4 separate regions of the Mus musculus genome follow, and regions 2, 3 and 4 are each linked to region 1. Evidence: chromatin contacts called from public Hi-C and HiChIP or PLAC-seq data. All regions are on one chromosome and are shown on one strand. Each heading gives the region's core, a stretch centred on a gene start, on an enhancer-like site or on the middle of the called end of the contact. The rest is flanking DNA. Distances are from core to core; before and after follow the strand shown.

The links. A called contact is a pair of places that touch in the nucleus more often than the background predicts. HiChIP or PLAC-seq counts read pairs in DNA pulled down with a chosen protein or histone mark.
Region 2: a contact with region 1 is called in a Hi-C map of cerebral cortex, with 2.2 times the contacts expected there. The contact joins the enhancer-like site here to the promoter of Zkscan17 in region 1. A contact is called at or near these places in 1 of 15 datasets of contacts at CTCF or cohesin (pro-B cells), 17 of 484 Hi-C or Micro-C datasets (the 3T3-L1 cell line, ECoMG-derived neutrophils, LSK cells and 12 more), 13 of 115 datasets of contacts at active chromatin or transcription factors (VIP interneurons, acute myeloid leukemia, bone marrow-derived dendritic cells and 8 more) and 2 of 9 other capture datasets (adipose tissue and pancreatic islet).
Region 3: a contact with region 1 is called in an H3K4me3 HiChIP or PLAC-seq map of stem cell-derived neural progenitor cells, with 2.6 times the contacts expected there. The contact joins the promoter of 1700007J10Rik here to the promoter of Zkscan17 in region 1. A contact is called at or near these places in 1 of 15 datasets of contacts at CTCF or cohesin (pro-B cells), 11 of 484 Hi-C or Micro-C datasets (the P5424 cell line, bone marrow-derived macrophages, cumulus cells and 8 more), 15 of 115 datasets of contacts at active chromatin or transcription factors (the 230-238 cell line, CD8 T cells, the NIH/3T3 cell line and 10 more) and 2 of 9 other capture datasets (adipose tissue and pancreatic islet).
Region 4: a contact with region 1 is called in an H3K4me3 HiChIP or PLAC-seq map of embryonic stem cells, with 22 read pairs. The contact joins the promoter of Prss38 here to the promoter of Zkscan17 in region 1. A contact is called at or near these places in 3 of 39 promoter capture datasets (embryonic stem cells and liver), 1 of 484 Hi-C or Micro-C datasets (embryonic stem cells), 5 of 115 datasets of contacts at active chromatin or transcription factors (the SCID.adh cell line, embryonic stem cells and pancreatic cancer cells) and 3 of 9 other capture datasets (adipose tissue, liver and pancreatic islet).

Annotation. Positions count from the first base shown.
Region 1 is chr11:59,503,216-59,508,742 of GRCm38.p6, forward strand. It overlaps Zkscan17 (zinc finger with KRAB and SCAN domains 17), which reads right to left and starts at 3,425. Exons shown (of 10, transcript NM_172941.4): 1 at 2,949-3,425; 2 at 2,613-2,747; 3 at 933-1,039; 4 at 169-595. The coding sequence starts at 558. It overlaps 4933439C10Rik (RIKEN cDNA 4933439C10 gene), which reads left to right and starts at 2,438. Exons shown (of 5, transcript NR_015585.3): 1 at 2,438-3,671; 2 at 3,976-4,097; 3 at 4,616-4,723.
Region 2 is chr11:59,755,839-59,761,365 of GRCm38.p6, forward strand. Mprip (myosin phosphatase Rho interacting protein) reads left to right here. Exons shown (of 24, transcript NM_001368931.1): 16 at 1,686-5,489. Among named protein-coding and RNA genes, the nearest start is that of Gm51899, 11 kb to the right of the region's middle. Within about 2 kb of position 3,458, at least 101 of the 459 cell types and tissues checked have an H3K27ac peak or open chromatin away from gene starts, as enhancers often do. A contact at or near this core is called in VIP interneurons, adipose tissue, cerebral cortex and 4 more, where this site is marked.
Region 3 is chr11:59,736,884-59,742,410 of GRCm38.p6, forward strand. It overlaps 1700007J10Rik (RIKEN cDNA 1700007J10 gene), which reads right to left and starts at 3,271. Exons shown (of 6, transcript NR_045476.1): 1 at 3,155-3,271. It overlaps Mprip (myosin phosphatase Rho interacting protein), which reads left to right. Exons shown (of 24, transcript NM_001368931.1): 7 at 189-699; 8 at 4,237-4,378; 9 at 5,108-5,215.
Region 4 is chr11:59,373,075-59,378,601 of GRCm38.p6, forward strand. It overlaps Prss38 (protease, serine 38), which reads right to left and starts at 2,579. Exons shown (of 5, transcript NM_001045521.1): 1 at 2,421-2,579; 2 at 2,083-2,245; 3 at 1,092-1,363; 4 at 352-494; 5 at 1-96. The coding sequence starts at 2,556. Gm15755 (a long non-coding RNA gene) reads left to right here and starts at 2,340. Exons shown (of 3, transcript XR_388692.4): 1 at 2,340-2,811; 2 at 5,352-5,419.

The DNA.
Region 1 (5,527 bases), core at 2,175-4,674:
ATCCATGGACTTGATGGGTAACAATCATCTCAACTTAGACTTCATAGAGAGTAATGTTTGCTTTCTTAGGAAAGAAAGCAAACTGGGTCTGGACAGAATTTCTCATCTGGGGTCAGAAGTCTCACAGGGTCAGCAAGGGCTCCCCTCTCCCAGACGCCCGGTGCTCACCCACTGCCAGGGTCTCCCTGGCTCCCGTTCCAGAGCCTCTACTGCAGCCACAGCCTGCTCTCCGCTCTCAGGCTCCTGGGCTCGCACCCAGCTCTGGATCTCCCACGGCAGGATAGCCAAGAACTGCTCCAGCACCAGTAGCTCCAGGATCTGCTCCTTCGTGTGCCTTTCGAGCCTCAGCCAGCCCCGGCACAGCTCCCAGAGGCGCTGCAGGGCCTCCCGAGGGCCTGCGGCCTCCTGGTAGCGGAAGCGGCGGAAGAGGCGTCGAGAGGACTCTGGGCTGGGAGGCTCACCCTGAGGGCTGGGGTTCTCTCCAGGAGGACTCCTCATTTTCCTGGGCTCCTCACTTTCCTTTGGAGCCAAGACTCGTGGGCACAGGGCTGTGGGCATGATGGGATTTGATGGGGGTCAGCGGCAGAAGACGACCCTATTTCCAAACAGAAATCACTGGCTTCAATGCTCTGGTCTCCTGTGGCCACTTCTGAGGGGGTGCTAGGCAGAGCCCATGGGAGACCAGCCCTTTGAGGAATTCCTGGGAAATGTACGAAGTGTTGGTGTGGCTGGTCCTTACACATGGGAACCGAAAGAAAGATGACCCTTCCCACAAGCCATCACTCCATGAGGAGTCCCCTAACATGTGGCAGTAAAGAAGGCAGGGCATTTGGGAGAAAAGTGGTGGCGATTCAACAGGACACTGGCATTCCCAGTACCCCAGGAGAACAAGGAGGCCACAGGCATCTATGTGTAACCAAGGTTTGTGATACCTTTGATGGACAGGTCCTCCTGGAGGATAATAGCCCCAGCAGGCCACAATCTTGAAGCTTTGGAGTCGAAGTCACCGTCTCTGTTCTTGAGGTCTTCACAAATTGAACTGGAGGAAAAAAAAATATGCAAGGGAAGTTATGCAAGACCACCGTGGAACAATGTCACTCTGCCAGGGACAGAAACTTTCACTCTGTGCTGGCAAGGACAAAAACTCCCAGGTACAGAAGGAACTCAGAGCGTTAAAGTAAGACTTGTATTTAAAACCACCAATGCTAGGCCTGGGGGTACAGCTCAGTGTCAGAGTTGCAGCTAAGACTGTGCCTCTTCCCCATACAGTGCTTTATGACAAGCCTTACACGCACCTGGTCCAACACAGGGGCTGCAGAAGCAGCTGAGTGGTTGGTTGAGAGTACACACTACTTTTCCCTCTGTCCACAAAGTCCTGTAAGTGTTTCCCACACCCTCTTCGAGCCTCCATGGGCACCGCACCCAAGGGCATAGACTCACACAAAGATATCTACACAGGTATACATGTTATTAAAAATTTAAATCTCAAAAAAAATTTTTAAGTTCTTGTTATATAGTTAAGTGTGCAGGTGCGTGCATAAGTGTGTGTGTGTGTGTGTGTGTGAGTAAAAGGGGCTGGAGGGAAGGGAAGGGGGTAGTTATGTAATTATATTTTAGTACCTAAAAATGTGGCTAAAAAAAAAAAAGCTACTAGTGTTCCGTCTGAGCCTATCCCTTGTTTTCTCCAGATTCTCCTTAAGGCAGTGGTACACATAGTGACATTGTGGCCCTTCCTGGTCATGAGAGAGGAGGCAGTCACCGCCAGGCTTTCAGCCCGACTATCACATACACAATCCAGCAAACACACCAGGGGCACAGTATATCACGGTCTCTCCACTTGACCCACACTTTGGAACACTCGGAGAAAAGGTAAACGGAGTCACCGAGTTGGGCTCTCGGGATTCCGGAAAAGCCCAGGCAGGGCCGCTCACTGCCTGGCCCTTTACACCCTCACCTGGAAGAGACTCCCAGCGGGGCAGCACCACTTTGCTGGAAGACAAGCGATACCAGAAAGCCACCAAGCAACCGAATAACAACCTGGAACCTCAACTTTTCTGTATTCCTCTGATTGCCGAAGTAAAGGCAGACACCCGACGCGAGCTTCTGAAAGCAACAGGCTGTGAACCTCGACTACTCTCACGTCTTACTCCCGTATTAAGAACCCAATCCGGGCCCCGCCCGCTCTCTCCTGCTTCCTCCGCCCACTGTCTCCCACCTGCTGGGCCCTGAATGGCTCAGGTCTACACTTAGGATAGTGTGTCCAGGGTCCCACCCTCAGCACCCGGTTCTGCTGGGGGACTGCTCTCAAAGAGCCCTAGGCCAGACAAGCGTGTGCCTCTTTGTCACTCTGGCACCTGGCGCGCAGGAGCCTCGGGAGCGGAAGCTTTATGAATGAACTACCGTTAGGGAGGGGAGGGCTCCCGCAGGGGCGGGGCTTGCCCAAAGCAGTTATTGAAGGCGCAGGATCCCAGGGAAGGAATGAAGAGCAGGAGGAGGAGGAAGAGGAGGGTGTTTTAGGCCAGGAGAACTATGGGGTTTCTGTCGCTTCCACTCTTTCAGATTTGCTGGCTCTTTCCTTCGAAGCCCGGGACAGCAGGCGAGCAGATCCTCACCTTCCAGCTCGGTCTCTCTGGTGTTTTGGCAGAGGCGGCTCCAATGCATGGGCCAGACTCGGTCCCTGGCCAGGCCAACCCTGTCTCGGGATCCTCTAGAATGCATCAGCTGGGCTTGGGAGCGAAGGGAGACGCCTGGAAGAGAATTGTATTGCTTCATCCCCGAGGGCACCTATGAGGACGCGGCTCTGGGAGCAGGGATCTGGGCCCGGACGCGGGAAGAGGAGAACAGGGAGCAGGACCCAGGCGCGGGCTGGGGATCAGAGCGCGGGAAGTGGGGAGCGGGTTCCGGGTTCAGACAGCGGGGCATGGGAAGCCGGGCCACAGTATACTCACCGCTGCGCAGCGTCCCGGTTGGCGGGCCGCGTAGGCCGGGCCGCCGCGGAAAGGAAAGGCCGGAGCCCTCCGGCTCCCTCCCCTGGGACACTTCCTGCACCGCTCTAGGACCGAGGAGGTCTCCTCATCTCAGTGGTTCGCTTCCCCGCCTCCTGGCCGAGGTGTACGCGGGGGGGTGACATCCGACACCCCCGGCCCGCCTGGACCGCCCCGCCCCGCCCCGCTCCGTGCTCTCCCGGCCTGGGCCCGGGGCCCGGGCTTTAGCTTTGTGGGCCTTCCTAGCGGGCTCGGGATGCGCGCGCGCGCCCCGGCGGGACCCGGGCGCTGGGGGCCAGTTCGCGCGGCCACCAGCCAGGGAGGCCGGCTTGGGGCTTTGCTCTTCTCTGCTCCTCTTGTGTGGGCGCAGGGAAGGGCTGGTCTGGCGGCGCTGGCGAAATGCCAGAATTGGGAGGAGGAGGGATGAGGTGTAAGGGGATCTCCCAGTGACCATTTGCATCCCGTGTGTGCTGTTGTGCCCCAATCCCTTCCAGCCGCAATTCCATTTCAAAGCCAACGCTGCCAGAGCCACCCAAATCGGTAGGACTGGAGAAATGCAGACCCAGCGATCCACGGTGCTCGCCGAAGCAGCGGCCCGCGGCTTCGTGGCATGGAGATGATCTACGATTTCTCTGTTTAAGGAAGACTGTAGCACTCTGGGTCCCTCTGAGCACCAGGATAGTCCTGGTGAGTACGGAGAGAGAAGGTTGCCAATCCTGAGAGTATGAGTTGGGGAGCTTGTCGCTGGCTTAATGCATAAACACAGGACAGAGTGACTTAAGTCACGGAGAGTGAGAGGTGACCAAGAACTAGGGCATTGGAACCTATTCCTGCCTCATCTACCCTGTGTTGAGTAGAGTCCAAATCCTCCCTCAGTTCCCTCGGGCTGGACAATGGAGCCGGACTGTCAAAGGGAGGAAGCAAAGAAAAATCTGCCTAGAAGTGAGCTACTGTGCTGATTTTTTTTCCCCTTTCTGGTTCTCTTTCGAAGGTACATGGTAGGAAGTCACCCTTAAAGAAGGTGGTTTGATAGAGACACCCCACCACCGGCAGACTTCGTGCTTCCGTTTCCTTCTAATAATTGGGACTGGGACAATCTCTTCCGACTAGTAGGTATGGAGTTAAGGGTCGAGGTTTTGGGACATTAGGAGGTGAGTCAAGTGGATGATTGTTCCCCAAGTGCAGAAGAACGCTGAGCAAGCAAGGGTCACCCAAGGCTGGGACTTAAGGCTCACAGAGAGCAATAGGAGCCACCTAGACTTACAAATCCATGCCAATCCCTTTTCAAAAACACCAGCCAGGAAGCACAGCCTGGAATGACCAAAGACCCCGTTGGGGAGTCAAGCCTAGTGATTAGTCCAGTTGTGTATCCCGAAGGGCTGCTGTTTAGGCTCCTGCCTGGTGGCTGCTCAATACTTGGATTCCTCAGAGGCGCACTTATTGGAGCCCTCACGCAGGTAAAATGCAGCGCCAGGAGGTGGCTGATACATGGGATTTTTCTCCCCCCACAAACACTTTCCCTTTAGTTTCTCCCCCTGAGCTCACAACTCTCAGGATTTAGGTCCCCTCTCGCTGTTCAGAAGCCGCCAATGACTCCTAATATGCCTTCTTTCTGTGTTTCTTCTGCATAGAACCTGGAATAGGGACTAATAGACTGGAATCGGAGCACCTGTGTTAAATCACACCCATCAAGGCGCAGTCAGGTGATCTAAGGCCTGCGTGACCTCTCTGTGCTTCAGGTACCTCCCTCATACAGGAGACTGATGCTGTCTGCTTCATTGTGAGGCTATTCAGGGAATATGTACTGAGAGTCTGCAAGACAGCTGCAGTTTGCCACTCCCATCCAGATCCTGGGCGCATCTGTGCACCCCACTGACCATCGGAAGGGCGAATAGTGAGCAGAGCTCTGGTCAGTGGAGCCACGGGGAAACTGAATCAGAACAGCAACCTCAGGACTGAGTTCTGAGCAGAGCCTGAGAGTTGTTACCATGCTGTATTGAGGAGTCAGGTGTGTCAGGCATCCTGGCAAAGGTGGTCTTTGAAATGAAGGAGTTGAGGTGATGGGGCCCTGGGGCAGCCACAGAAAGGCATTTCACTCTGTAACAAGCAGGGTTCTGTCAGGAGTTGTGGGTGAAGTACCTGATGACACTTGTAAACCCTGCTCTGTGGTCCCAATGATCCCCCCATCTCTGTTGCCATCAGAGTGACAGCCTTAAAATGAGTGTGACTTTGATTTTTTTTTTAAAGATTTATTTATTATATGTAAGGACACTGTAACTGTCTCCAGACATACTGGAAGAGGGCATCAGATCTCATTATGGATGGTTGTGAGCCACCATGTGGTTGCTGGGACTTGAACTCAGGACCTCGGGAAGAGCAGTCAGTGCTCTCAACCACTGAGCCATCTCTCCAGCCCGGGACTTTGACTCTTGCCAAGAATGGGAAACAGACTTGAAAGTCAACTTCCTACCCCTTGGCCATGGGAGTACTCTAGCTATGGTGTAACTGAGGGGGGCCGACTGCCTGGGTGCATGCCTGTGAGT
Region 2 (5,527 bases), core at 2,208-4,707, 250 kb after region 1:
TGACGGAGAATGGAATAGGTTGGTAGAACTGAACTGAAGCTCTCAGCAAAGACCAAAGATAAGGTACTGGTTTAAGATTGCTGTTACGGGCCCAGGTTCTAGTCTCAACTCTTCCCACTGATCCCAGAAGTACACTCCTTTCCATACAGTAGCAGCCTTCTGCCTGTGTAATGTAGAACTTGCTCTCCAAAGACCTTCAGCTTTCAAAGATCTGTAGTCTCTGCCAAGTTGCTCGCTGACATGCCCACACCTTTGTATACTAACCTTAATCTTTGTCATCAAGTTGCTAGTGGACCTGGAGTCCTTCACTCCCCTCAACCAAAGACCTACTTTACCTTCATGGCTATCCCTCACACTGCTGTTGTGTTCTGGCTTATCTTTGTCCCTGATCTGACATTATTGTACCATCTTCCCTTCCAGCCAACTCACTGTTGTCCTACTTCAGACCTTGCCTGGAATTGGCCATGGCCAGGCATCTCCCTTCTACACAGCCCACTCAGAAAGCCTTTAGGGTATTCAGACCATGCCTAATTAAAGGTCATTTTCTTAAGCCTGTTTTGGTTCCATCATACAAGACTTGACTTCATACTTGGTGGTAAAGACACCACTAAGGAGCTTTGCACATTGCTAACTTGTGTATCTATCATGGACCTTCGTGTGCATCTACACTCAATAGCCTTGCTCAGCATGGGGGCAGCTTCCTGCTGAGCCTAATAATACCCATGAGCTTCAAAATGCTTACAGTCAAAAGTGAAAGGGGGAAAGGGGCTTTGCGGGCGCTTGAGGGTTCAGTGATGCAAGCTCGGGGTAGGGTGCTGTGCTAACTGCTGGGAGGGCTGCATGCTTTGGTGAATGTGGTGTGGAACTGGAACCTACCTGAGTGTCACATCTGTGGCTTCCCCACCAGCAGACTGAGGGAGCCTGGGCAGGCCACATTCTAGGTGAGGCTGGCCTGACTTAGCTGTATTGTCTCCTCTTTATACTCATTAGTTCTGTCTCTTGTGTGTCTCTCAGTATGGGGAGTTTTGTGTTTTATTTTGGGTTTTGCATGTTTCACTCTTATTTTGAGCTTTATGAGGGTTTGTTTTATTACATTTTGCTTCATGATCTGCATTCCCCTTGTTCTGTCTTCTTGCAGGTAGAGATTAGTTTTCTCCTTACGGTGGAGGCCTGACTACGCTTTCTAAAGGAAATGTCCAATGTTACTTTGCTGACATCTCTCGAGTAGTTACCTGCCTTCCTTCTCTTCCTGTCACAGAAGGAAGTGACGTCACTTTCTTGTGCCTTAGGCCTTGTGCTGCTTTAAACATGTGGTCTAGAACTGCATACTTTGTTTTGCAAAATCAATTATTTGGTCCTTCAGCCTCTGTTGTACTTCTCAGTGTGTTCCATTATTCAGCTTTATTTGGTTTATTTCTTCTAGACACTGTTCAGTTAGAGCTGTTTTATTGGTGTTTTTGTCCTGTGTTCTGTTTATGTGGAAGCAGCTATATTTACCCAAAACAAAACAAACAAAACCCACATTAATTTGAATTTTTTTCTTTAAATGAAGAAAAAAAGTTGTGCAAAGGATTAAAGGCAAACCCACAAAGGAGCTTTTCTATGATTGATCCTGGCCAGAGGTGTGACACTCAGAACAGGGTGGCCTGAGTGTTACTAACCAGTATTTAATCGGTTTTTTTAAGACTGAAGTGGCCACCTCTCCATCGGGTGCCTGGCAGAGGCTCCATAGAGTCAACCAAGACCTGCAAAGTGAGCTGGAAGCTCAGTGCCGGCGGCAGGAGCTCATCACACAGCAGATTCAGACCCTGAAACACAGCTATGGGGAGGCCAAGGATGCAATCCGCCACCATGAGGCTGAGATTCAGACCCTGCAGACGAGACTTGGTAATGCCGCTGCAGAGCTGGCCATTAAGGAGCAGGCTCTAGCCAAGCTCAAGGGTGAGCTGAAGATGGAGCAGGGCAAGGTTCGTGAGCAGCTGGAGGAATGGCAGCACAGCAAGGCCATGCTGAGTGGCCAGCTGAGGGCCAGTGAGCAGAAACTCAGAAGTACAGAAGCCCGGCTGTTAGAGAAGACACAGGAACTCAGAGACCTGGAAACACAACAGGCATTGCAACGGGATCGACAGAAGGAGGTGCAGAGGCTGCAGGAATGCATTGCTGAGCTCAGCCAACAGCTGGGTACCAGTGAGCAAGCCCAGCGTCTGATGGAGAAGAAGTTAAAGAGGAACTATACATTGTTGCTGGAGAGCTGTGAGCAAGAAAAGCAGGCACTGCTGCAGAACCTGAAGGAAGTAGAGGACAAGGCCAGTGCCTATGAGGATCAGCTACAAGGCCATGTGCAGCAGGTGGAGGCCCTCCAGAAAGAGAAGCTGAGTGAAACGTGCAAAGGCAGTGAGCAGGTACATAAGCTAGAGGAAGAGCTGGAGGCCCGAGAGGCCAGTATCCGCCAGTTAGCCCAGCATGTACAGAGCCTCCATGATGAACGGGATCTCATCAAGCATCAGTTTCAAGAGCTCATGGAACGTGTGGCCACATCCGATGGGGATGTGGCTGAGCTCCAAGAGAAGCTGAGGGGAAAGGAAGTTGACTATCAGAACCTTGAGCACTCACACCACAGGGTCTCTGTCCAGCTACAGAGCGTGCGCACTCTGCTGAGAGAAAAGGAAGAAGAGCTGAAGCACATTAAGGAAACACATGAGAGAGTTCTGGAAAAGAAAGACCAAGACCTCAATGAAGCTTTAGTTAAAATGATTGCCTTGGGCAGCAGCTTAGAGGAAACAGAAATTAAGCTGCAGGAAAAGGAAGAGTGTCTAAGGAGGTTTGTGAGTGATTCTCCAAAGGATGCCAAGGAGCCTCTGAGTACCACAGAGCCAACAGAGGAGGGCAGTGGCATTTTGCCCTTAGGCTCAGTCACCAGAGTATTTCCTGGCTTTCCTCACTCTCAGCCAGAGGATGAAGATCCAAGTGCTGGCCTGGGGGAAGAAGGGAGCAGTGGTAGCCTCAGCAGAGAGGAAAACACCATACTCCCAAAGTCAGCTGATATGCCCGAGAGGGAGGGGCATCTGCAGAGCACATCTAAGTCTGATCCAGGAGCTCCTATAAAAAGGCCAAGAATCAGGTTCTCCACAATCCAGTGTCAAAGATACATACACCCCGAGGGGTGTGCAAAGGCATGGACTAGCAGCACATCATCAGATACCAGCCAGGACCAGTCACCCTCAGAGGATAGTGTGTCCTCAGAAGCTACCCCGAACACACTGCCAGCAGCTGCAGATGCTGAAACCTACATCTCTATAATCCACTCTCTGGAGACGAAGCTCTATGTCACAGAGGAAAAGCTCAAAGACGTAACTGTGAGGCTGGAAAGCCAGCAGGGGCAGAGTCAGGAGGCATTGCTTGCACTGCACCAGCAGTGGGCTGGCACAGAGGCACAGTTGCGAGAGCAGCTCCGTGCCAGCCTGTTACAGGCTAGCGCTCTGGCCTCTCAGCTAGAGCAGGAAAGACAACAGAAGGCCACAAACATTGAACACCACCCTGGGGAGCTGGAAGACTTCCAAGCCAAAAATAGCCAAGCCCTGACATGCTTAGAAAACTGCTGGAAAAAGCTAAGGTCTTTGCCATGGGCTGACCAGGAGGAGGGCCAGGATGCATGTGCAGCCTCCCTGGCTAACATAGAGAGTATGCTTGTGAGTGCCATCAAGGCCCTTCAACCATGGGCTTCCCCTGCAGAGAGCAGGACGCAGGCTGAGCAAGAGAAGGAGCACCCCATAGAAAGTGGTATGGCAGCCCCTGTGCAGCAGCCCTGTCAGCCCATCTTGAATGAGCAGGAACACAGGAAGCTGCTTTCTGCTCAGATAGTCCTGGAGGCCTCACTCATCAACCAGATAGCTGACTCTCTAAAAAATACCACTTCAGATGTCTATGGTGTTCTCTGTGAGCTTACTCAGTCAGGGGAGTGGCCACTGAAGGAAGAAAGTGCTGCCCCCTCTGCTGGGGCTCCAGTGGAGATCTGGGCCAAGAAGGTACTGGTGAATGGTGAGTTCTGGAGCCAGGTCGAGTCACTAAGTAAACACCTAGGGACACTGGGAGAAGAAACAGCCTGCACATCAGGAGACAGGCAGCAGCATACTCCCCAAAGTCTGGCTGATGCCACATGGATTCGTGCAGAGCTCAGCTATGCCACACAATCAGTAAGAGAATTGTTCCACCATAGGCTGCAGAGCATACAGGAGACCCTACAAGGGACCCAGGCAGCCCTACAGCAGCACAAGTGCATGCTGGGAGAAATCTTGGGAGCCTACCAAACCCCAGACTTTGAAAGAGTAATACAGCAGATCTTAGAAACCCTCAGGCATCCAACTGGCAGGGAGGACCAGGTACAGACATCCTGGGACCAGAACCCATTAGGAGAGATACTGAGGCCAGGCACAGATGGCTCCCAAGAGCCTTTGCAGGCTTTGCATCAGAGCCCTGAAGTCCTTGCTGCCATTCAGGATGAGCTGGCCCAGCAGCTGAGAGAAAAGGCTAGCATCCTTGAGGAGATTTCAGCTGCCTTGCCAGTCCTGCCTCCTACAGAGCCACTTGGGGGTTGCCAGAGGCTTCTGCGGATGTCCCAGCATCTCTCATATGAATCTTGTCTAGAGGGCCTTGGTCAGTATTCTTCATTACTGGTTCAAGATGCAATTATTCAAGCTCAAGTGTGCTATGCAGCATGCAGAATTCGGCTGGAGTATGAAAAAGAGCTGAGATTTTACAAGAAGGCCTGTCAGGAGGCTAAGGGGGCTTCAGGCCAGAAACGTGCACAAGCAGTTGGGGCCCTGAAGGAAGAGTATGAAGAACTTCTCCACAAGCAGAAGAGTGAGTACCAGAAGGTTATCACCCTCATTGAAAAAGAAAACACTGAGCTCAAGGCCAAAGTGAGCCAGATGGACCATCAGCAGAGATGTCTACAAGAAGCAGAAAACAAACACAGTGAGAGCATGTTTGCCCTACAGGGCAGGTATGAAGAGGAGATCAGGTGCATGGTGGAACAGCTGAGCCACACTGAAAATACCCTGCAGGCTGAGCGTAGCCGGGTTCTCAGCCAGCTAGACGCCTCAGTCAAAGACAGGCAGGCCATGGAACAGCATCATGTGCAGCAAATGAAGATGCTGGAGGACAGGTTCCAGCTGAAGGTTCGGGAGCTACAGGCTGTTCATCAGGAGGAATTGAGGGCCTTGCAGGAACACTACATATGGAGCCTGCGGGGAGCCCTCAGCCTCTACCAACCCTCACACCCAGATTCCTCACTGGCCCCTGGGCCATCTGAGCCCAGAGCTGTGCCAGCAGCCAAGGATGAGGCCGAGTCCATGTCCGGGCTGCGAGAACGTATCCAGGAGCTGGAAGCCCAAATGGGTGTCATGCGAGAGGAGCTGGGCCACAAAGAGCTGGAGGGTGATGTGGCCGCCCTGCAGGAGAAGTACCAGCGGGACTTTGAGAGTCTCAAGGTCCTTAGCACAATTTATTTTTCAGAGCCACTTCTCTT
Region 3 (5,527 bases), core at 2,021-4,520, 230 kb after region 1:
AAAGGCAATGGAGATGGGTGGTCCATTTCTGCCCACAATTTTCTCCTTTTACCTCTAGCCCATTCATAGCTGTGGGGTGTGAGTATGGAGGGTGTTGAGGCAGCTTCTGGGTGATCATGTGTGGGCTTTTGGAAAGTTCTGATGACAGAACTGACAGCAGTCTGAGCAAGCTTTCTCTTGCCTTCTAGATGAAAGCACCATAAGTGGGGACCGTGTGGATGGTGGTCGGAAAGTACGGGTAGAGAGCGGCTACTTCTCCCTGGAGAAGGCCAAGCAGGACCTGAGGGCTGAGGAGCAGCTGCCCCCACTACTCTCCCCACCCAGCCCCAGCACCCCACACAGCAGGTATGGTTGTCCTGGATCGCCCTCACAGGAACTCAGCCACCCCCTTCACTCCCCAGGTCTTCCAGCCCCAAGCCGAATGGTCTACAGCATCTGCCCTGCCAGCCTGGGTGAGGCCAGCAGGTCACCTAACCACATGGACTCCAGCAGTGCTGGGGGGTGGGGAACAGAGATACTGGGGAGCACCTTTGCCTTTAAAGCCAGCAGGCAGTATGCCGCCCTGGCCGACGTCCCTAAGGCCATCCGGATCAGCCATCGAGAAGCCTTCCAGGTGGAGAGAAGGCGGTTGGAGCATAGGACTCGGGCCCGGAGCCCTGGCAGGGAAGAGGTGGCCCGTCTATTTGGCAACGAGCGGAGGTAAGGAGGGCACTAGAGGGCTAAAATCATGTATGTACTCACACAAGTGTACTTCAGGAACATGATTTCTATTCAGTGTGTGGAGCATTTCCTCTCTGGGTCCCAGTCTGTGGTACTAGTTCTCAGCTCCTGGCAGCCAGATACAGGACTAAGTGCTGGCTTATGTAGGTTGTGCTTCCCAGATTAGGCCCAGTGTGGCTGAGTCTTAGGCTTCTTGGCCTTCTCTCTTATTAGAGAGAACTTCTATTCTCTGAGAAGACTCAGAGCTGCAGATAGGGACTAGGCCCTCCTCATGCTGACAGTTCTGCAGTTGTCAGAGGGCACTGAAGAGATTCCAAGATACAGGAAAGTGAGGGGGCAGCATAGATCCTTCCCACCAAGATGCAAGAGGCAGCCAGAAAAGCTGCTGTGTGTCTCAGCTGCCACTTTTATAAAACCTCTGGGTTTTGCTGAAAGGCTTCCCACCAGTGGCAGAGATAGAGTACTTACTGCTGGAAAGATAAGGCCCTACCTGCTTTTCTTTTGCCCCAAAGTACCAAGCTTGAGGACTAGGGAATGTTCTACCCGTGAGTCCCCCTCTGATTCTCTACCATATCTCTGAGCTGTGTTTTGTGTCCAGGCCAGGTTTCTTGCTTAACACCAGACAGGTTTCTAAAGATCCATGGCTGCCCCCAGGAGAGTTTAAAAGCACATCTGTGTGCTTTGCTGTGGGTGGGAGCACTGCTTTCATTAGCTTTACAAAGAAGTCCTCTATTCAGAAAGGCAACTCCAGAAATATCTGCAGTGTCTTCCCTGCCCTGAGTGCAGGCTGAAGTTCAGTCAGGTGTTGAGGGCAGGATGAGATTAGGGAGGACTTTCTCTTGTCCCCTTTTCTCAACTCAGTTAGTTGACACCCAACCCAGCTTGTTTCAAATGGCCTATGGACCCTCAGGAAGACAGTGGACACTAAGTGCTCCCTGGTATTCCATATAATCGTCAATCTTCACAGTCCAACAGTGGCTCAGGAAAGCACCTGTTACTCTTACCCTTGCTTCAAGGATGTGAAAACTTGGGTGACCCCCATCCCTCATGGTGAATAACAGCTAGTGGGTGGGCCTTCAGCAGGAAGTCTCTGATTCTATGATAGGAACCAGCATCAGAGCTCCTGATGTCCTTCTAAAGCATGTGGGTAGCAGAAATGAAAGGTCTTGTTAACCATTAAGGAGGCCTTCAGGGTGGGCAGGGGCAGGTTTGCGCTGGCTGCTGAGCAGGCTAATTCTGATGGTTCCAAAATGGGGTCAACTATGCTTTACGTTTAGTGGCAGGCCAGAGTTAACATTTTGCCCACCTGCTTGGCTAGGCTCCTTGTCAGAGATGTTAATTTTGAATGCATTCTTGTCTACCTGCCTGAGATAGATGCAGTCTCTAGGCTTTGTTCTTGCATGTTCTTCACCACTATGGGGATGATTCTCAGCTGGTGTTGGTGCCTGGACTACTTCTGCACATTAACCCTGTAACTATCCCTTCCTGAATGATCTTGCTGGTTGGTGTTGCTCTTTGAGGACTGCTATCTGAGGCCCAAGTAGTCCACCTGGTGCTGGACTGGATCCTGGTCTCTGATAAGTTAGAGTGACAAGATGCCAGTTACTTTGCATTGAGTTACTGTAGCCAAGACAGACCTGCCACACAGTAAGGAAGTTGAAAACCTCAGGGTTACTTTTGGAAAACTTCAGTAAGCCAGTAAGCAACCCTACCTGAGTACCAGCAGCCCTGAGCTTGGAATTTGCTCTTGAGACTTCTGAGCCTTTGAAGGAGTTCTTATAGGAGGTTCTTAGACCTGTGTCTGCTAAGTGTGGAGATCCTTATAACACTTTTAGTGACTAACAGAAAGCTAATGGAACTCTGACCTCTCCACCTTGTCAGAGTAGCTTGAGTGAAGCTACTCTGTCACCTCTATTGTTTCAGAAACACCAACTTAGCCACAGAGAACTAGCTATATGCAGAGGTTGCCCAAGCTCCTGGTCTCATCATGTCTTGGCAGCATCTCTGTCAAGCAGCTATAGCAAGTCCCCCCAAGCAAGTAGTTTCTCATGCTAACTACTCTGCTTGGAACCCTATAAACCTATATTCCATGGTGCCAGTCTGGCCTGGCACAGCCCTCCTACTATCCTGGGGCCTTGAAGTACTCTAGCCAGATACAGTGCTCTCAGCCCGAGAAGAAACAGCGGCCCTGGGATGGTGGTGTCCAGCTCTTCTGCAGCAGTCTAGCTATACAGGACACCTTGGCTGCACTTAAAAGATTTTCCTCTACCTGGCAGCCAGCAGCTGCTTAGCTCACTGCTTTCCCAGCCAGTCTCCTCACCTCAGCCTCTATAGGCACAGCAAGCTAACCCAGCACCAGTCTTCTAACGACCCCGAGTATGGAGGCAGAACACACACAAGCCCTCCTGAGCCCTGGCTGCCTTTGCCCTCTTACCTCCCTTGAGGAAAGGAACTGTTAAGGAAGATTTGTAGTGACCTCTGAAAAGAGAGGTTCCTGGGTTCTAGGCCATGACTTCCTCTTGCCTATTAGAGATTTTAACTTTCTGAAAGGGACCTTTATCACTTCCTCTCAGCTCCACACCACTGGTTCAGAATGCATGCCACGCCCACGCTCATTGTGAGGGAGTAGGCTGTCCCTAGGAGAGCAGGCCTTAGGTTTGGTGAGAAGAGACCATCCTCCCAGCAGGTTGAAATCAGCTCTCAGAGCCCAGGTAGGCAGCCCAAGTCTTCTGCCTAATCCCTCAAGGGGACTCCTTAGGCTATGTGGTAATTATGGGTTTCCTCTCTTCAGCCATTACCTTGGGGTTTGCTGCTTTAAATCTTAGATAACTTTGATTTATCATGATTTGAATTTTAAAAGCAGTCTTTTTCTGTTCATTCATTTCCCAGCCTTATTTTCTTTCAGGTCTTGCCCTCTCCACCCTCTGCTGTGTTCGCGCCTCCTCCACCTGCTTCGCTTCCATCTCAGCTCCGTCGTCCCAGCCACAGACCGCCTGACAAGGCCGCTGGCCTTTCACATGAAATCAACTGCTTTGTTTTATTTTGATTTTGATTCCTTTTAATGTTAGCAGAAACTGTTAATTCATGGGCTTTTATCTTGCTAAATTTTGAACACCCTACTGTGGGGTGCATTATAACTAGAGGGTGCAATGTTTGCGGAGGTGGTGGTTGTCCTTCATTGTATCTGACTCAGGGAGGTTACCAAGGTGTACCAAGCTGTATGAGTCCAATGTTGGAGCAGGGCCAGTGCAGGCCCAGTGTGGAAAGGTTCTATGGCTGTTCCAGCCCAGCGTGAATGGGGGAAAGTGGAGCTCAAGTAGACTGAATCTGTGCCCTAAGTCCTATCAGTACTGTGTAAGCAGTGCCTCACTTGTTTAACAGAAAGGCTAACACTGGAGCCCAGTGAGGTAGGCCAGGTGTGCAAGCTGACTACAGGAGCCCCTACTGGACTTGAGACGAAGTCCACCTTGGGAACGGGGAGACTCGAGTTCAGCAGCTTCATGTCCTCTTTTGTAGGAGGTCCCAGGTAATTGAGAAATTTGAGGCCTTGGACATTGAAAAAGCAGAGCACATGGAAACCAACATGCTGATTCTGACCACTCCATCAAGTGACACTCGTCAGGGCCGCAGTGAGAGACGGGCCATCCCTAGAAAGCGGGTGAGCTCCAGTGTGGGGCCAAGTGGGGCCTTTGGCAGCATGGCTTGGGTCTGGGGAACACAGTGCCGTACATGTTCTGAGTCCCATACATACCAGGGACATGTTTCTTCTGGGCCTCTACTCTGTTCCTTTCCAGTTAGCCTCTTGAGCATCAGCCTGTCTTCCACATCTCCCTCCTACAGCGTTAGCCTTCTGTGCCACAAGGTGCTTCAATGAGTTTTAGATCCCAGTTGTAACTAGCACAATTTCTTCCCACTGAGGCCACCCAGGAACAAAGCCGAATATGATACCTTTTTCCTTCTTTTGTTTTTGGAGTGGCAAGCTGTACCCTCGTTTCTCTGCTTAGCCTACAAGGTCCATCAGACCTCAGCCGTCCTCCTCCTCCTCCTCCTCCCAGATTCCTCCAGCCTTTTGCCCACCTGCCTCTTCTGTGGCCTGCTGTACCCAAGATCTTCTTTCCAGTTTCTTTGTTGCTCACGAGGTGCCTGCTGTCTGTCTTCTGTAACCTGAGAAGCTGCAAAATTGGGTGGGACCAGTGATAACCAGGCATCCAAAGAAAAGGCTGCTCTACTGACCAAAGCATGCCAGGACATGGGTCATCCCAGAACCTGCTGTGGGGCCTAGACAGCACTGCCCCACTCAAGGAGGGATGAACTACCCAACTTGTTGTCCCCATGCGTGCCCAGGCTGCCTTGAGCTGTACTGATGGGTGGCTGCTCTCTGCCACAGGACTTTGCCAGCGAAGCCCCCACAGCTCCTCTCTCAGATGCTTGTCCCCTGTCTCCACACCGAAGAGCCAAGTCATTGGACAGGAGGTCCACAGAATCCTCCATGACGGTGAGCCCAGGCCACGTGCCAAGTTCTCTGGAGATCTGTGCCACTACCACTGCTGCTTCTGGCCACTCTGGGCTCTGTCCATTTATGTCTTTATGTCCACACTGGCCCTCCCTCTGTACCACCCTTATGCCTGTGAGTGCCCCACCCACTGGTCTGCAACCCATTGGCAACTGACCATTCTTCCCTCTCCTGGGTCCACCAGGACTGGGGGCTGTGTGGCACCCTGAGTAGCAGCACATGGAGGTCTCTGCACAGGCGGCTGCACAAGGCCACTGCGGGTGTAAAGCCCCAACTTGACCTCTACTGTCTTGC
Region 4 (5,527 bases), core at 1,329-3,828, 130 kb before region 1:
GTACAGGGGTTGGGCACAACCACGCCCCCAGCTCACTATTCCAATCTGCAACCAGGTCTGGTTCTGCTTACATACCAGTGGACTGCCAGAGTCACCCTGAAAAGGAAGAGGGGCTTTCTGTGATCTACTAGACCAGGTATGCCCCTCAGGTGCAGAATGAGCGTCCATCCCCTCCCCTCCATGTAGCCCCCTCTCTGGCTGCAACAGAGCCCAGAGCCTCAGCACTGAGGTCTGATACAAGCGTATATTGATCATCCACTGTCTGTCTGGGTTCAGCCACCCCCAACCAACAGTCCCCTGCTTACATCAGAGCCAGCTCTGATCTGAAAAAAAAAAAAAAATGGGACATACCTCACACACATTCTTCATTGTCTTGATGTCTGCAGCACACAACATTTCTGGCAGGAGGTAGGAGCTTAATCCATAGAGCAGCTGACACTGGAACCTAGGGATTAGTGGCAACTGGGCTTCCAATAGCTCGTTCCCGGTTTCGCCTGTGAGGGGAGACGGGAGAGGAACTGCCAGGTGAGGATGTGTATCTGAGTTCAGCTAGGTCTTTCTTAGTCCTGGAAGGCAAGGAGGCAAAGACATTCTTGTGTTCTTGGTTAATGGAGGAGAAATCTAGAAGAAATACCCACTCAAAGAGAGCCCTCTCCACAAGCAAGAGTCACCAACACACAGGGAGGCCATGTCCTACACAGGGAAGCCCCACCCACACAGGGAAGCCCCACCCACACAGGGAAGCCCCACCCACACAGGGAAGCCCAGTCCAATCAGGAGGAGTTTGTTTTTCACACACATCATTCTGTCCTCCTTTCACACATATTTTGTTGTTGCTGTTTCAATGTGGATAATTTCTACTGATCTATCCCCAAGGCTACTGATTCCCCCTAAGCCCACCATAGACCCCATAAAGGAATTTTTCATATCTGAGAGCTGGTTTTTTGTTTTTGTTTTTGTTTTAAATTTCCAATGGGTTATTTCCTTAGAATCTGCATCTTTTGGCTTAAGCTGTTCTCCTAACCATCTTCCCAGACGCCAGGGAGAGCCATTCTATGCTCTGCTCCCATGAGATCTTACTTAGCTCATACCTTGTGGCGAGATCATTCCCCATCCGGTAGTCCAGCAAGACAGATTGATGAGGTACAAGTCGGAAGGTGGCAAGCAAATTGGGAGCACAAAGTCAGAAAATACGATGGCGCTCTTCAATTGCACTAGCGCCACGTCCCCTCCAATAGGGTGGTACATCTGGAAGGTGGGGTGAATGATCACCTGGTAAATCTCAAACCACTGAGTATGTCTGTTGGCCTTCTCAAGGTTGGTGATGCCCACATATATATCATAGGTTTCGAGTTTCTTCCCCCTGCCAAGCAGAACAGAAGCCAACTGCTTGCAGCCCCCTGTCTCACCAGCCCACAGACAGGGTCTGCCGGGTTGGAAAGCGTGAGCCTGCTTGCAGCACAGTGTAGGCCTATCTGACAGTCTGACCTCAGAGGTCCTGATTTAGACTGAAGGAGACTTGGGGATCAAGTCTTAGGAGCCTGTGTCTGGGCTTTGAGAGCCAGATAGTCATGCAATGGGCCCCTCTGTGGCCTCCTCCTGAATAGCTGATTAAACCCTGTGGGCCTGACTGGATGAGGCTTGGGAGACAGGGCCATCTGACCAAAGAAGGTTCTGTGGAGGAACACGGTTTCTAGTGTGGAGGACCTTGCTGGAGGAGGGAGGGTAAGCTGGGGGCAGGGGCACACTGTAAATGGAGACTTCTCAAGTGGGGATGTAGCCTGGTCTGTAAAGGACTGTGCTCAAGAGGCCAGGCCATGCACCTAAGTACTGACTGGCCCAGTCAGCTAGGGCTGATAAATCCAAGCTGGTCCACTGGGAGCAGCTTGAAGTCTGAGATCAAGGGAATGAGTGCATCAGCTATGGTGTTTAGGTTGGGGGTTGGAGGAGGGTGTGTGTGGGGGGGGGGGCACGACTTCAACAATGACTGCAGCAGTCCAAGCCATGGGCACATGGTCGAGTCCTCTCCTTTCCTGTGTCCCTGCTCCACTCATCACCCCTAACAGCTCCTGAACCTCTCACCTGTCAAAGCAGTGTGCTGCCGACAGCACCCAGTAGGCACTGAGGATGGAGCCACCACAGATGTGAAAGCCAGAGTAATGCAAGCTGACCTGCCACGGCCATTTCCGATCACGAGCAAACTCTCCACCCAAGAGCTTGCCTTGCAGGACTGGCTGGCCACAGGCTGAGGAGGGGGACAAATGCAGAGTGGGCCCAAAGCCACACCACAGGAGGGGCGGGCCACGGAGGGAGGAAGGGACATCGTGTATTTGAGTGGGGAGGGGCCAGGCCAGGGCTTAGGGCCGAGGTTCCACCCAGGGAGAAAGGATCACCACCGAGACCCTGGGACAGGGGCCTACCCACGTCACCGCTCAGTGAATTTGCCTGGCTTTTTGGGTGTCGGCGACTAACTGATGTGACCCAGGTTGGGGAAGCCAGTAGAAGCGGAAACAGCAGGTATCCCAGGACGCCCAAGCCGGAAGTGAGGGCGGCCATGAAGCCAGAGTCGCAGCCCAGCAGGAGAGGGCAGCTGACCAGGAAATGTGACAGCGCCTCCACTGGTGAGGACGTGAACTGGACACGTGACGGCCCCTGGATCCTGGATGCGTTGGTGGCATCCCCAGCAGGTGACTTTGAACTAGCGGATGTGGATGGAAGGAACCTGAACTGTGTGGAGGCTGATACTGCAGATTGCCAACAGGACCACTCTGCCAACAGGGCAGGATGCCAGACGACCTAACCTCACCTCAGGTACGGGCGACAGACACTACCTGCGACACACACACACACACCATGGTCAGACTTGGATATACAAGTTCTTTTTGAGGATTCTGTGTTTCAAATTCCATTGCTCTAAGATCTCTCAGTGGCCGACTCAGATCTGTAAGATTTTTACTATTTACACATGCACCATCTACTATGAAATCTTTTTTTAAAATTAAGCCTTTGTTTATATACAGTAAAATCTACCCCTTCTTGTAAATTTTGACAACCCTTTTTTTTTACTTTCAAGGGAGGATCCCAGCTGATAGATAATGGTGGTGTATGCCTTTAATCCCATCACTGGGAAGGCAGGTCACCTATGGCCTTAGAGGTTCATTCATGTATGCATAGCTTCACCCACATAGATACACACAATTTAAAAGCTATTTTAAAAATACTATTTATTTATTATTAGTTATACGAGTACACTGTAGCTTACTTCTGACACACACCAAAAGAGTGTATCAGATCCCATAACAGATGGTTGGGAGCCACCATGTGGTTGCTGGGAATTGAACTCAGGACCTCTGGAAGAGCAGTCAGTGCTCTTAACCACTGAGCCATCTCTCCAGCCTTAAAAGCTATTTTAAGGAGAAGATTCCATAAGACTATGAAATAAAGGATGAGAAAAATTACAAAACTTTACGAGAGTTGTCGAAGTCAAAGGGATGGAGCTGTCCTGTGCACTTGGGTGTGATGTCATAAATATACTGTATACTTATACTGGGCATAAAGGTTGATGTCATAAACACAGCTGTTTCTGATCACACTAGATTCACAGCAAGTCTGAACAGAAGGCAAACAAGAAGAATTCTAAGGCTTCAGCAATTAAGATTATCAGTAAGGTACAGCCTAGAACAAAAACTAACAGGGGCAGGGAGAGACACGATGGAATTGTCTTCATCAATTCAGATGTTAAAACAAAACTCAGCCAGGCGTGGTGGTGCATGCCTTTAATCCCAGCACTTGGGAGGCAGAAGCGGGTGGATTTCTGAGTTCGAGGCCAGCCTGGTTTACAAAGTGAGTTCCAGGACAGCCAGGGCTATACAGAGAAACCCTGTCTCAAAAAAAAAACAAAAAAACAAAAAAACAAAAACAAAAAACAAAAAACAAAAAAACCCTCCAAGACTAGAGATGGTTTCGTGATTAAGAGCTAATGCTGCTCTTCCAGGGGACCTGGGTTTAATTCCCAGCACCCATGTTGTGGCTCACAACCATCTGCCACACCAGTCCCAAGGGACCCAACCCAATACCCTCTCCCGGCCTCTCCTCAAGCACTGCACACACATGATACACACACATGATACACACACATGATACACAGACATGATACACACACATGATACACACACATGATACACAGACATGATACACAGACATGCACACACATGATACACAGACATACACACACATGATACACAGACATACATGCAGGCAAAACATCTATACATATTTTAAAAAGAAAGAAAAGAAAAAAAAATCATTAAAAAAATTTAATCAGGCTAGATGGCTTGTGAAAACAGACAGTATTCTTTGCCTTTGGGGGCTGGGGTTCTGAGATTAGAAGGCCAGCATTGCGCTGTCAAGCTCCTCGTGGCTTACAGAGTGGAATCTGCTGCTCACGTCCTCACAGCGGCAAGGCTGCGAGAACTCCGAAGCCCCTTCTGTAAGGACACGACTGTCATTCACATGCATCACCACCATCACCCCCAAGGTGTCATCACTCTTCTTGGAGTCAAGACTCCAAGCCCTGAAGGGGAAGGAGGCAAACTTCAGTCTATTACTGAAATGAATCCCAGACTTAGATCTTTACACAGAGCACACAGCACTCAAGAGGCACACACTGTCAGTGAAAAGTCTGTTGGACACAGGATCTGCAGAGGGCGAGAATGTGATCTCACCACACCCTTTATACAGAGCTGAGCTAAAGTGATCAAGAAAGTGCTTTACAACTTTAGGTTGAAATGCAAGACAAGCTTCCGGTGACAATGAGCAACCCTCCTCCTAAGACAAGGAAAATCTCATGGCAGCACACAAATGTCATCTCCATAGAAGCAGGAAATATCTAAAGCATGGTGATGACTCCCCTGAGTAAGCTAGGCTAGCGAGGAGATCCTGGAACCCAGGCTATCCCGCCCTTTCGGGAAGGGCCAGGAAGGGACTCTGTCATTTTTGGCATCTTTCTGGGTTAAGGAAACAAATAGGAGTCCAGGACCCATCAAGGGTGTGGGCCATACTCAGCCACACCTGCTTTTGACTGAAAACAAAGAGGAGTGTGCCCAAAGGGTGAGGGGATGGGCAGAGGCAAGTCAGCACTCTGCTGGACAGTAGCCCAGCTTAGCATCATCTGGGTGGCTCAGGCCCTAAACTCAGGAATTCTCAAGTTCTCCAGCCCTCAGCTCAGTGTAACTGCAGGTGGCTGGGGGGTCTGTATCTGCAGCAAATGCAAAAAGGAGCTTTCCAGAACACCACCAGCCTTGCCCTAGCTATTGCTTATTTCTGCAAATAACATTTAGATATTTCTCCAGCCCAGGAGCAAAGACGAAAGAAACCTGAGAGGAGATATGGTGAAGGAGAAGCAGCCCAAAAACAGATGGTAAGAAACCTAGGCACTTGAATTATCAGCCAGAGACATAAAGGTCATGGTTTGTTGTGCTAGAGTCGGGGAGGAGAATCTAGGTCTCTAAATTTCTATTTTTCTCAA